2 separate regions of the Bos taurus genome follow, and region 2 is linked to region 1. The links are chromatin contacts, called in public Hi-C maps. All regions are on one chromosome and are shown on one strand. Each heading gives the region's core, a stretch centred on a gene start, on an enhancer-like site or on the middle of the called end of the contact. The rest is flanking DNA. Distances are from core to core; before and after follow the strand shown.

Region 1 (5,682 bases), core at 336-2,835:
AAAAAATGAGGTGAATGTTTTCTCAGAGTCCACTTAATAAGCACGTGTTAGAGATGAATGAGGCCAGGATCTGTTGAAGGAGGGGAGGCGGAGAGTCCTGTTGTAGAAAATCAGCATGATAGAAGGGGACTAGGGCACAGCACAGAATAATCAGGCCCTGGAGACACTTCTCTGGCTTTTCTGGAGAAAGCAGGTTCACGGAGAAGATAGCATGAGAACCGCCCTAAAGGATATGTTGATTTCTAACAGCAGTTTGGGGAAAGGAGAAGCAAGAGCTTGAAAAAGGTTGGACTGGGGCCTTGTTCCGGAGGCCTTCAATGGCAGGCTGAGCGGCATGTATGGAGAAGCCTTTGAAGGTCTTTGAGCAGCGGAAGATCTAAGCTGGAGCTTAGGTTAGGTCAGGGACAGAGATCCAGCGTGTAGGGTGGATTGGGGATCTTCATAGCCGAGGCAGATTAGGACAGAAGGAAGATAGATTTGAGAAAAACAGCATAGAAATGAGCTCTGGCCCTTGGTGATTCAACGCACGTCTGCTGTGGCTCAGGATAAAAATGGTGCCTTTGGGAGACGTGTGATCTGCTTAGACCGTGAACTAGTTTGGGAAGGGAGTGTGGCAAGAGGGGTTTGGTTTGTGGAGTTCCAGATGCCAGGGGACCATCCAAGTGGAAAGGTAATCACCAGACAATAGGACATACAAAGTGGAGGCTTGAGCCAGGGCTGGACCTGGGATTCAGGAGCTGTGATGTGGGGTTGAAGCCCTCTACGGGGATCAGAACTCAAGGCGGCGCTAACCCTAACCCTAACCCTAACCCAGGTTGTTAGGACAGAAAGTAAAGGGGCAGTCTCAAGAAACAGATGGTTTTAGGGTTGTCCTTTGTTTTTCCTTGAATTAAAAAAAAAAACAAATCAAGTGATGTTAATAGGAAAAAGGAGTTCATACCTGCCATTGGTATTGAACAGCATTTTCGACCCTAAAAGGCTAAAGATTAGTCCACATGTTTCAGAGGAGCTTCCATACCCAAGATTATGGAGACCCTGGTCAGTGTGCTAGGCTGCCCAGATGCCCATCAGGTTTCGTGTTTCTGCATTTCATCACCCAGTGCCATCTTGGACTTGTAGATCCTGGTTTTCCCCAGGACAGGGGAGGGGGTATCTTTTGCAGTTGTTTTCCTAATGAATCTTAAGGCAGAGCTCGTTTTACACATGTAAGGGGACAAAATTCACAACACAACAGTATCAGCTTCAGTTTCCTTGAGCTCTGCACACATTTCTTTTAACTCAGGGTTGACCAATGGATGGATCCACCACCCCTACTCCAAGGAGTACATATTTTGAATGCTTCTAGAGTTTTTTAAGAGGCATAAAAGAATTCCAGGTGGTTCCGCCCCACACCCACAGTTTATTGCCTGGGGAACACCCTGTAGAAGTTGGCTTCTGGACCCCGAGCAGGCTGCCCTCCTGGGAGTCCACCGAGGGGGGAGTTATTCTCCAGAAGGAGAGAGAGAGAGCAGTGACACTGCGGCGGAGCTCCCCGTGCGAGCCAGTGGGAGGTTTGGACAGTTTCATAACACAGCCCATTCACAATTCCCCATTGAAATGTAGAGGCAGGTCACCTTCGATGAATGCACAAAGACGCTATTGTGGTCACAGCAAGCTGCCTTAGTGAACACAATTCTTTTTATACTAAAAAAAAAAAATTTTTTTCCCTTTAAGAAAGCTAACAAGTAGGTGATAGAAACAATGACTGAAAAATAACTTTTTCTAGAACATATACAGAATGTTAAGGGACCATTGACGACGGAGGGCCAGGATTCCGAGGCCATTTCAGCAGAGGCGATGGTTACACAATCACTCTGTTGAAAGCGAAGATTTAGATGGCATTAGGAGTCTGACACACAGTAATTACTGGTAGTTCTTGTTGGCCTGCAGACAGGTGGGGGCTGGGCCTCCACAGTCCCCCGCAGCACTTTCCTGTAATCTGGATGGGCGATCTTCAAACGTGTGCTTTCAAACCACTTAAATACCATATTCTCCTTCCTCTCTGGCCTTTCATTTTTCTATCACCACAGATACACTCCCTGTTGTCCTGCCAGCGCTTGTAGATCTCTTAGGAAGAGCACTCTAAAGCACCGGGCAGGGTCAGAGAAGAAGTGTCTAGCAAATCTTTTTCTAAAGCTTGTCTTTAAAATTTTTTTCTTAGAGCTTAAACTGAATTCAAAGGAAGTAAAAACACATTTCGCTGTGTTCCTAATCTAAAAACCAACCCTCAAAAACAACAGAAAAGACCTCCCCTAAATAACTTAGATTTCTGAAATGATGGGTTCCCCCCTGCTTCTTTATCTTTAGAGACTGATGAAAGATAAAGTTTGACTATTAGAAATAATATTTTAAACCTATTAAGTCTCTGCCTGGTATATTCAAACAGCTGACTTTGGGAGAGTAAAAAAGCTGAGAAGTGGTAATTGGGCCCCCGGTCCTTTGTCACTGAAACAGTACCTTCTCTACATTCCTTTTTACGAAAAAAAAAAAAAAAGAATATTTGCAGAGTGTTTTTCTAGACCCTTAACTTAAAAACAGCTCTGTGCCTTACATATTGTATACATTCAGTTGATACTGACAATACTAATAGTTTGATGGCGTTGTACAAATATACATTCAACAAACGTCTCCTTACCCAGCACCTGCTCCTGTTCAGGTGGTGATAATTAATGACTGGGACACAGCTTCTTTCCTGAGCTCGCAGTCTCGTAGGGGGTGACAGATCGGTCCCTAAAACAGAACCCTGACCGTGTGCCGCCTCCCTCTGCTCCGCACACCCATCTCTCGCACTCATGTCAGCCACAGCCCTCAGCGCAGCACCCAGCTCTCTCGGTTTGTGCAAACACAGTTGCCGAGTGGATGAGAACGGGTCATAAAGTGTATGTACACATCACAGAAGGGGTCACTGTGACGCAGAGGGCCGACAGGGTATGTTCTCAACTTGTTCTAAGCGGATATGAGTATCTGAAGAGGGGGCAGAGACGGGTGCTAATCATGAGTACACCTTGCCAACGGATACAGGAAACTAAAGAGAGGCAGTAGGGACTGAGGGGAGAGGGGAGGGTTGGAGGGCTCTGAAGAGAGGGGCGGCTGGATTAGGAGAAATTGCACTGACTTGGCCTCTGTCACCCATGCCTCACAGCGAGGCGGCACATAAATTACCAGGCACTCCACCGAGGAGAATGCAGAGAATGCAGACCGCAGTTTGCCTTCAAAAGGGAGGAGGATGCTGTCCAGGCCTCTGCCCGAAGCCGGTCATCCTGCAGAACTTGATTTTTTTTTACAGAACAGGAGTGAGTGTCCTCTGTGCATGAGGACGTCTCGATTCCTACACAAGTAGTGTCTGGAGAATTTGTCTTCCCGGGGCCCATCTCCACCCCCCCGCCACCACCCCCCACCCCTGAAATACAGAATCTAAATAAGTGCTGGGCTTGTGGGGTCATCAAGTGACAGCTGTAGACCCTCTGCTTCATCAGAGCGTTGGGTCTTAGTGAACAGTGGTGCTGCCATATTGAACACAGTAATTCCTGAAATGACTTTCTTAGCTTGGGACAGGGTGGGGTGCAGGGAGTAAGGAATGAGCTCAACGCTCAGCACAACCACACGGGCAGGTCGGTCTACTAGGAGGCTGGAGAGACGTCTGTGTGAGGCCTCTCTGTGTGCACTTGTCTGCCCCCCACGCCCAACCCCAAGGTCTGCCCTGGCCTGAGACAGACTGTTTCTCATTGGCTGAAAACACCTCAAATCTTAGTATTTATTGCATGCATGCTAAGTTGCTTCAGTCATATCCGACTCTCTGCAACCCTGTGGACTGTAGCTGCCAGGCTCCTCAGTCCATGGGATTCTTGAGGCAAGAATACTGGAGTGGGTTGCCATTGCCTCCTCCAGGGCATCTTCCCAACCCAGGGATGGAATCCACATCCCTTAATACCTCCTGCATTGGCAAGGAGGTTCTTTACCACTAGTGCCATCTGGGAAGCCTGTATTTAACACCACCACCCCTACCCCCAAAAAAGACTTTTAGTGTCGGTATTTAAGTAACCTCATGAAAAGTAAGAACTCAGTAGTGTTACGACGTGCTGCGGTCCCTGGGGTTGCAGAGAGTCGGAACCAACTTGGTAACTGAACAGCAGCAACAGCAAATGTAAACCTGACTGGGGGGAAGTCTGTAACTGGATGTTTCTGTTCCGCAGGCCCTGGAATTCTCTCCCCTCAAGTTCCTCGTGTTTGGGGATTGTTTACCCTGCTCTTAACCTCCTCTGTACCCAACCTTCCCCCCCACCAGGGAATGAAAGCCACCGGTTGACCGTACGCATCCCTGGGCATCACAAGTCTGAAGACGTCCCAGAATAAGGCACAATGTCCATGGCAGGAGTGGCTGCTCAGGAGATCAGAGTCCCGTTAAAAACTGGGTTTCTGCATGATGGCCAAGCCTTGGGAAGCTTGAAGGCCTGCTGGGGTGGCCGCAGCGAGTTTGAGAAGTAAGTGCAGGATGTGGGGTTGCCAGAGCCCCCAAGCGGGTAACATTGGAGTGAGAGAGGGGACGTGGTTGCTACTTGTTTGTGACCCAGATGTCCGTCCTTCCCTTTCAGCGGCTTTTTAAACATCGACCCAATAACCATGGCCTACAGTCTGAACTCCCGGGCGCAGGAGCAGCTAACCTCCATCGGTACGTATCCAGAGCGTCCTGAGAACCCAGGTGCCCTCAGCATAGGGAGAGGAAGCTAGCAGCCCCGAGGGAGCCTGTGCCCCAGTGCTGTTTTCTAAATGAGGAAGTGACCGAGGCCATTTCCGACAGGAGTCTGACCCCTAGTGGCAGCAGATCCTGAAGTAAGCGTGTTCTTGTCAGGCTCTCGGTGGCTCAGCCGGAGTCACTGGGTCTCTGTGTGGAGGCGTGAAGCCACCCCAGCCAGGAGACACACTGAACTCTCCAGAACCTCGGACATGAGCTCTCTTCTTCCTTACTAGCTTCGAACACCTGTTTGAAGGTAACAGAATAGTACAGATACTGACAGAAACTTAGACAAATGTGTGTATCATCAGCCCTTCTAGATTTTTGCCAAGGGCTGCCTGTCACGTCGCGGGTGAGTCTCCCGGCTCTGGGTATCGCAATGGGCCAGGTGAGGCCTCGTCTTATCTCAGGCCTGCCCTGCGTGTCCTGGGTGGCCTGTCTTGCAAATGGCCAGGTTGGTATGGCCTGGCTCCCCAAATTACATGCTGTTCACCTTCCGTGGACTTCGCACATGTCACAGAACCTGTCTGGGGCGTGTGGGCGTGCGCCGTGCACACGGCCAAGACGATGGAAGAGATAATTTGTTCTTTGAACCAGATCAGGTGCGTTCCCCGCCTCCGGCCCTTGATTACACCCGCAGCAGTTGCCTGGGTGTGCTCAGCGTTCCATCAGCTGGTGTTTCACCACGAGTGACCCAGCCGAAGGCGACAGGAATCCAGGCTGCTGGGGTGGGGTCCAATTCCCTCCATGGGGAGAGCACAGACCATCCTCCATAACCTCTCGTTTCCTTCCAGGGCGCACCTCCAGATCCACCCCGATGAGCAGCAGCCACTGTGCAGAGCACGGCCCCCCTCCGAAGTCCCGCCTGCCTCCCCTCATCATCCCCCCAAGTGAAGGCTGGGGGCAGCAGG
Region 2 (5,795 bases), core at 2,359-4,858, 57 kb after region 1:
TACAAAATATCAACATTCTTAAACTTCACAATCTAGCACTGAGATATGTGAATTTATCAGAGAGGAATACATTTTTCTATGCTTTTGAGGAGAGCCAGGCACAGGGAATTCTACACCCAGGCTCCTCATAGCACAGAAAAGCTGTCATGGGTGGTGATCTGCCCCATCCCTGCTCTAAAAGGGTGCACCCCACACTTCTATCACATTGGCCCTTGAAGCCTGAGCCCCGTGAAAGCGCAGGCTCAAGTGGCTGGTATGTGTGGGCAGGCATGCTTCTGAGGAAAGGGACCACAGCTCTTGACGGATTCCCAAAAGCGTTGGTTCCCCATAAAAGGAAGAACCTCAATTCTGAAGATACTGAAAAAATGACACAATTTAAGGAGAACTCACTCCTCCTTTAATCCAACCACAAATCAAGTATGAGTTGTTCCGTGTAAAATGAATCACATAACCCCACATCTGTGTCACTGATAAAGGAAAGATAAGAAACAGCTTTCGAATAAAGGGTAAGAAATGAATGGGAAATGTGCAGGTGACTCTCATACTAAGTAATGTAGTTACAGAAGGAGGCAAGGCTGCCTGTATGAGCCAGAACACTAGTGATGGTGTCCCGCCCATCCACCCACACCAAACACATGAGGTCAGGGACCTGCCAGGTTCTGAGGATACAGAGTGGAAAAAGGCAAAGTTCTCCACTCCCCAGGACTTAATTTAGTGCTGAAGACCTCTAAGCAAAGTAACTTTCTTAAAATAAGTCTGCGCTAATGACAGTTTTAGATGTAGTTAAGACAGAGTTCAAGAAACTGATAAAGAAGCGGTAGGAAGGAACGATTCCAAATCTAGAGAACAAACCTCTTTTTTTGCATCTTCCAGACTGGCATCAGGACAAATGACAACATCTCGGCTACACTGTACCGGGTCTTTTCCAGCCAGACCTGCAACGGTGACCTTAATCTAAGAGGAAGACGTCATCATGATATTTAAGAACACTGAACATAAATTTAGAGTAACATTTTCACAACTGGCCTGTGTTTTAAAATAACCTGGCAGGAAATACTGCAACAAAACCATGCTGACTTTAGGCTATTAAGTTGGCTAAATATATTTAACCACTAATCTGTCCCAGTTGGTCTGACAGTATGAATTAAAGATGCTGTCCCAGTACCCATCTGCTTAGCCTCCTTTCTTTTACAAGTGTTCTTGTCTGTGTGATAAATCATATGATCATCCTATCGATAAAACACCTTGCAAAGTTGCTGTTGCCATTTAATCCTCCTGGTATTTTCATAAGGTAGAAATGCAAGTTAAGACAATGAAATACTACTCCACTGCCCTGCAAAAATTCACAAAGCTGACAATACTGAGAACAATAGGAATTTTTCTCACTGCTGGTGGGCCCAAATATCAGTACTTTGGAGAGTCACTTGACAAAATCTAGTAACATCATATATGCAAGTAGTAATTCCTTTCAGGCTCAGAGCCTAGAAAAACTTTCATATCTTTAAACAAGAAAAACCTGCACAAGAATATTACAAATGTTCAGCTATAAGATAAATAAGGATTAGAAACTAATGTACAACAGGATAGGTACAATTAATACTGTTATGTTTAATATGCAAAAGTTTTTAAGAGTAATTCCTAAGAGTCCTCATGATAGGAAAAAAATATTTTTCTTTTACGTCTTTACTTTTGTATTGATACAAGATGATGGATATTCACTAAACTTATTGTGGTCATCATTTCATGATATATTTAAGTATGCTGTACACCTTAAACTTACACAATGCTATATGTTGATTATATCTCAATAAAACCAGAACGACCAAAAAAAAAGTATTACAGCACTATAATGCTGTAAAACAATGCAATAGAGGAATGGAGACTGGGCATATTCCCATAGTGCAATATTAAGCAGCAGTTTTAAATAAATCGCATCTACATTCTTTACTACAATGTGATTAGTTCACTTATTTAAATACTTGATTCATTCACTGACTGCTTCTCTGCCTGTTTCTTCAACTGTAACAAGAGGTTGGCAATAACTCTTAGGGTGGTTTTAACGTTTTAAAAACTAGTATAAGTGCTTAGAATGGTATCCACCATTCAGTAAAGGCTACTTAAGCATTCACTATGGTTATGTGGGCGTATAAAGGTTTATAATGCAGATATGCAGAGTGAGAACCACAGTCTAATGTTACTTTAGACATGCTTGGGCTGGATTCACATCACTGTGAGGAGAGCAGTTATTTCTGGGGCCAGAAAGGGAATTGAATTAGGGAAATAAAGAGAGCTTTGCAATGTTTATTCCTTTAAAACATTTGTATCTTCAAAAAACAAGTCTGAAAAAAATATAGTAAAATGTTAACTATTAAGTTGCAGACAAGTAATTATTACACAGCCTCTGTACTGTTGCGTATGTTTGAAATATTTCACAAAGAACATTCAACACTACTTTATCCAAAATTACTTATAAGAATTCAAAAATGCTTTCAAACGGAGGAGGGCTAAAAAACTTTGAGGGACTTACTCCAGCTCGTCTCATGACATCTACAGGGATAACCGTCTCCATTTCCTCTGCTCCTTTAGCCAGGATGACTAGAGCTCTTTTTGAAGCCATTTTTACGTTGTATTTATTAAAGACTCAATTAAAACAAGATTTTCAAGAAACTTTCACTGCAACCGTAGAAGACCTAAAAACAAGATTAAGGAACACTTTTAAGCAGAGTAACCAAGTGCTTCCCAGGGAAAAGATTTTGATAGGCAAACACAATAAAACAGCATTTTTGGTTAATATTGACTTAAACAGAACTTCAGTTCCTGTTTTTTTGAGATGACATCACAGCAAGATTGCCAACACGTTGGTTAATGTTCAGATTTCATCACGTTTATAAAAATCTAATTTCTAATATATTGTAAATGAAGCTTTCCAACACCTAAGCACATAGGCCTTCCATTTCACACAATTCAGGGAGAGGGAAATACAAAGCCGCCTTTTTTCAAGTACTATTTCACATAGAAAAGGCTGAACTTCATGGATAAAAAAAGAAATACTGTCTTTAGCAATTACCCCCTGAGATTTTTGGAGGGGATTTTATTTTTTAGTTCCAGTAACTGCACTAAATTTTCGGGGGCGGTTAACAGTGTTACATATTTGAACACGCTTTAAAAAAAAAAAAAAAAAAAACGGAGAAAAATGGTAATTCCCCCACGCTACAGTCAATCCTGATAGATTCTTCGCACTTAGCTCTCTCGTAAACGACAGCCGCTGTGCCGGGGTCTGAATCGCTGTTAGCCTATTTTTCTGGACTTTGTTTCCCATGCATCACAGATTTTAGTAAACGATGTCAACAAACAACATTAACTAGCTCCAAGCTGGTGCGATGTTATGCACGCAAATTCTAGAAGCTTCAGCGTTGCTACTACGCTGGCGAGCGAACGGCGCCCTCTGCGAACCCTGGGAGACCGCCTCCTCCTCAGACGCGGCCGGGTCCGCGCCGCTTCGGGGACCCTCTACGGGTCCAGCGGGCGGCCCGTGCCCCGACGACCTGAGCTTGCGCCGCGCTCCCCATGGCCCAGACCTGAACCTCGCCTCTCTTCCCACAGCCAGCCAGCCTCGGCCCGTTCCGTCAGCAATTCTGCGCCAGTGACGACTGGGCCAGTACCGCACTAAACCGGGACGCACGCAAGCACGCACGCCGGCACGCACGCGCGCCGTCAGGCTTGGCCTTCAGCCCCGCACTGCGCAGGCGCGCGCCGCCCTGCGTGGCTCCTCAGTCCCGCACTGCGCAGACCCACGTGGCTCGCCTCGCGTGATGTCATATCCGGCCGAACTCACCTTGGGGAACGTGCGGTACCTCCTGCCCTTCTGCGTGTAGATTGTACGCCTAGGCTTGATTCCATTTGAAACAACAAGCGAAAGCGGAGTCTTCTAAACTCACGCATTCTCCCGAAATCTCCCGCATCCGAGGGACGGCCCAGTGTGCCCCCAGCGCGCGCTGAATTTAACCCGTTTTTCATGCCTGCAAGCCAGACGTTTTTCTCTGTGCTCGTCTGGAGAGCCGCGTGGGTTTGCTTTAAACCCGCATTTTCACAAAATAAAATAGTTCCTTCTTGCTTCCTCTGTGCCCTCGGGGCTTTCTTTGCATTGTTCTGTTTCTTGGCGCGCGTTGTCCAGTCACCTCCACTGTTTTATGACTCTTTAAGGTCCCCCCAGTTTCTCTGTGACTGATTTGGCTAGTGGCTAATTTCACGTGTATTTGGTTCTCATAATAGTATTTTTAATAGAGTTTAATACTGCATCCACAGGATTTGAATAGGAGCTGAACACCGAAGTCAGGGACACTAGATTGGGTTTCAGACCAGTTTTTTTTTGTTTTCTAGTGCATAATGTGGAGAAGGAAATGGCAACCCACTCCAGTGTTCTTGCCTGGAGAATCCCAGGGACTGGGGAGCCTGGTGGGCTGCAGTCTATGGGGTCGCAAAGAGTCGGACACGACTGAAGCGACTTAGCAGCAGCAGCAGCAGTGCATAATGAAAGTTATATGTAGCCTGTTAAGTATGCAATAGGATTATGTCTTAATAACAGTATATGCTTTATTTAAAAAATATTCCTAAAAAATGCTAGCCATCAACTGAGCTAATGAGTCCTATCTTTTTCCTGATGAAAGGGTTTTGCTGGTGGAACCTGGGATATTGATGACTGACAGTATAGGGTGATGCTTGCTGAAGGTTGGGGGTGGCTGTGGCAATTTCTTAATAAAATTTGTTGGATCAATTGGCTCTTTCCTGAAGTGATAAGGCCCACATTGCTGGGGGGGTGGGGGGTCTCATTGTTAACGTGGCTCATTATGTTGACCTGGCAAACAAAGAATAAAATCACAGTGATCCTTGAGACTGACCAAATTGCCCAAATAACATTCTGGTTTGTCACTGGCGCCTATCTTCTCAAAGCTGCGAGACCACCAGATTCCAGACCTCCAGCTACATGACCACAGGACTTAACTACAGGCTAAAAATTAACCATCCCTTCAGAAAATTTTTCATTGGTGGGATATAAGAAAGACCTCACCAGAAAGGGAGGACAATAGTTCTCCTCAAGGGCCAGTCTCCCTCTCATTTCCCTCTAATAAATTTCTCTTTTCTTGCCTGAATGCCCGGCTCGCACTCTTTTTCTCTGCACTCCCCTTAGAAGGAATGCAGAGATAGAAGGAGTCATTCTATCACGCAATACTATTTGGTAAAATTTTGCCCACGGCAAAGCTTTTTTAAAATCGGAATTCTCTCAAACCCCGCTACTGCTTTGTCAGCTAAGTTTGTCATTTTATAAATCCCTTGTCATTTCAATTTCACAGTGTCTTCACCAGAAGTATATTCCCACTCAAGAAACCACTTACTTTGCTCATCCGTAAAAAGTTACATCTCATCTCATCTGAAGATAAAGTTTTATCACGATATTACAGCAACTGAGTCATCTTCAGGCTCCACTTACAGTTCTGGGAGAATTAACAAAGTGCACCACAGAGACACAAAGGGAGCAAATGCCGTTGGGAAAACGGCATTGGTAGGTTTGCTTGATGCAGGGTTGCCACAAACGTTCCATTTGTAAAAAACGAAATGTCTGTGAAGCACAAGTAAATGCAATAAATTGATGTATGTCCATGCTTGATTAATTAATTTATTGAAATTGTAATCTTGTGAAAATGCACAAAGGAAACCTAAATCAGAGTGGAGTGGGGAAACCATGAAGGGAGGGTCTAATACACATATCACTCACTGCACCTCACAGGCTCGGGGAA

What was found. Hi-C and Micro-C count contacts between places; a contact is called where the count stands out from the background.
Region 2: a contact with region 1 is called in a Hi-C map of an unstated tissue, with 2.8 times the contacts expected there. The contact joins the promoter of PARK7 here to the enhancer-like site in region 1. A contact is called at or near these places in 5 of 11 Hi-C or Micro-C datasets (blastocyst, liver, skeletal muscle and 2 more).

What each region holds. Positions count from the first base shown.
Region 1 is chr16:45,358,321-45,364,002 of ARS-UCD2.0, forward strand. It overlaps ERRFI1 (ERBB receptor feedback inhibitor 1), which reads left to right. Exons shown (of 4, transcript NM_001077930.1): 2 at 4,325-4,520; 3 at 4,632-4,708; 4 at 5,566-5,682. The coding sequence starts at 4,399. It overlaps LOC132342469 (a long non-coding RNA gene), which reads right to left and starts at 4,334. Exons shown (of 2, transcript XR_009490856.1): 1 at 2,675-4,334; 2 at 885-1,853. Within about 2 kb of position 1,586, at least 22 of the 102 cell types and tissues checked have an H3K27ac peak or open chromatin away from gene starts, as enhancers often do.
Region 2 is chr16:45,413,366-45,419,160 of ARS-UCD2.0, forward strand. It overlaps PARK7 (Parkinsonism associated deglycase), which reads right to left and starts at 3,609. Exons shown (of 7, transcript NM_001015572.1): 1 at 3,579-3,609; 2 at 2,528-2,690; 3 at 853-954. The coding sequence starts at 2,617.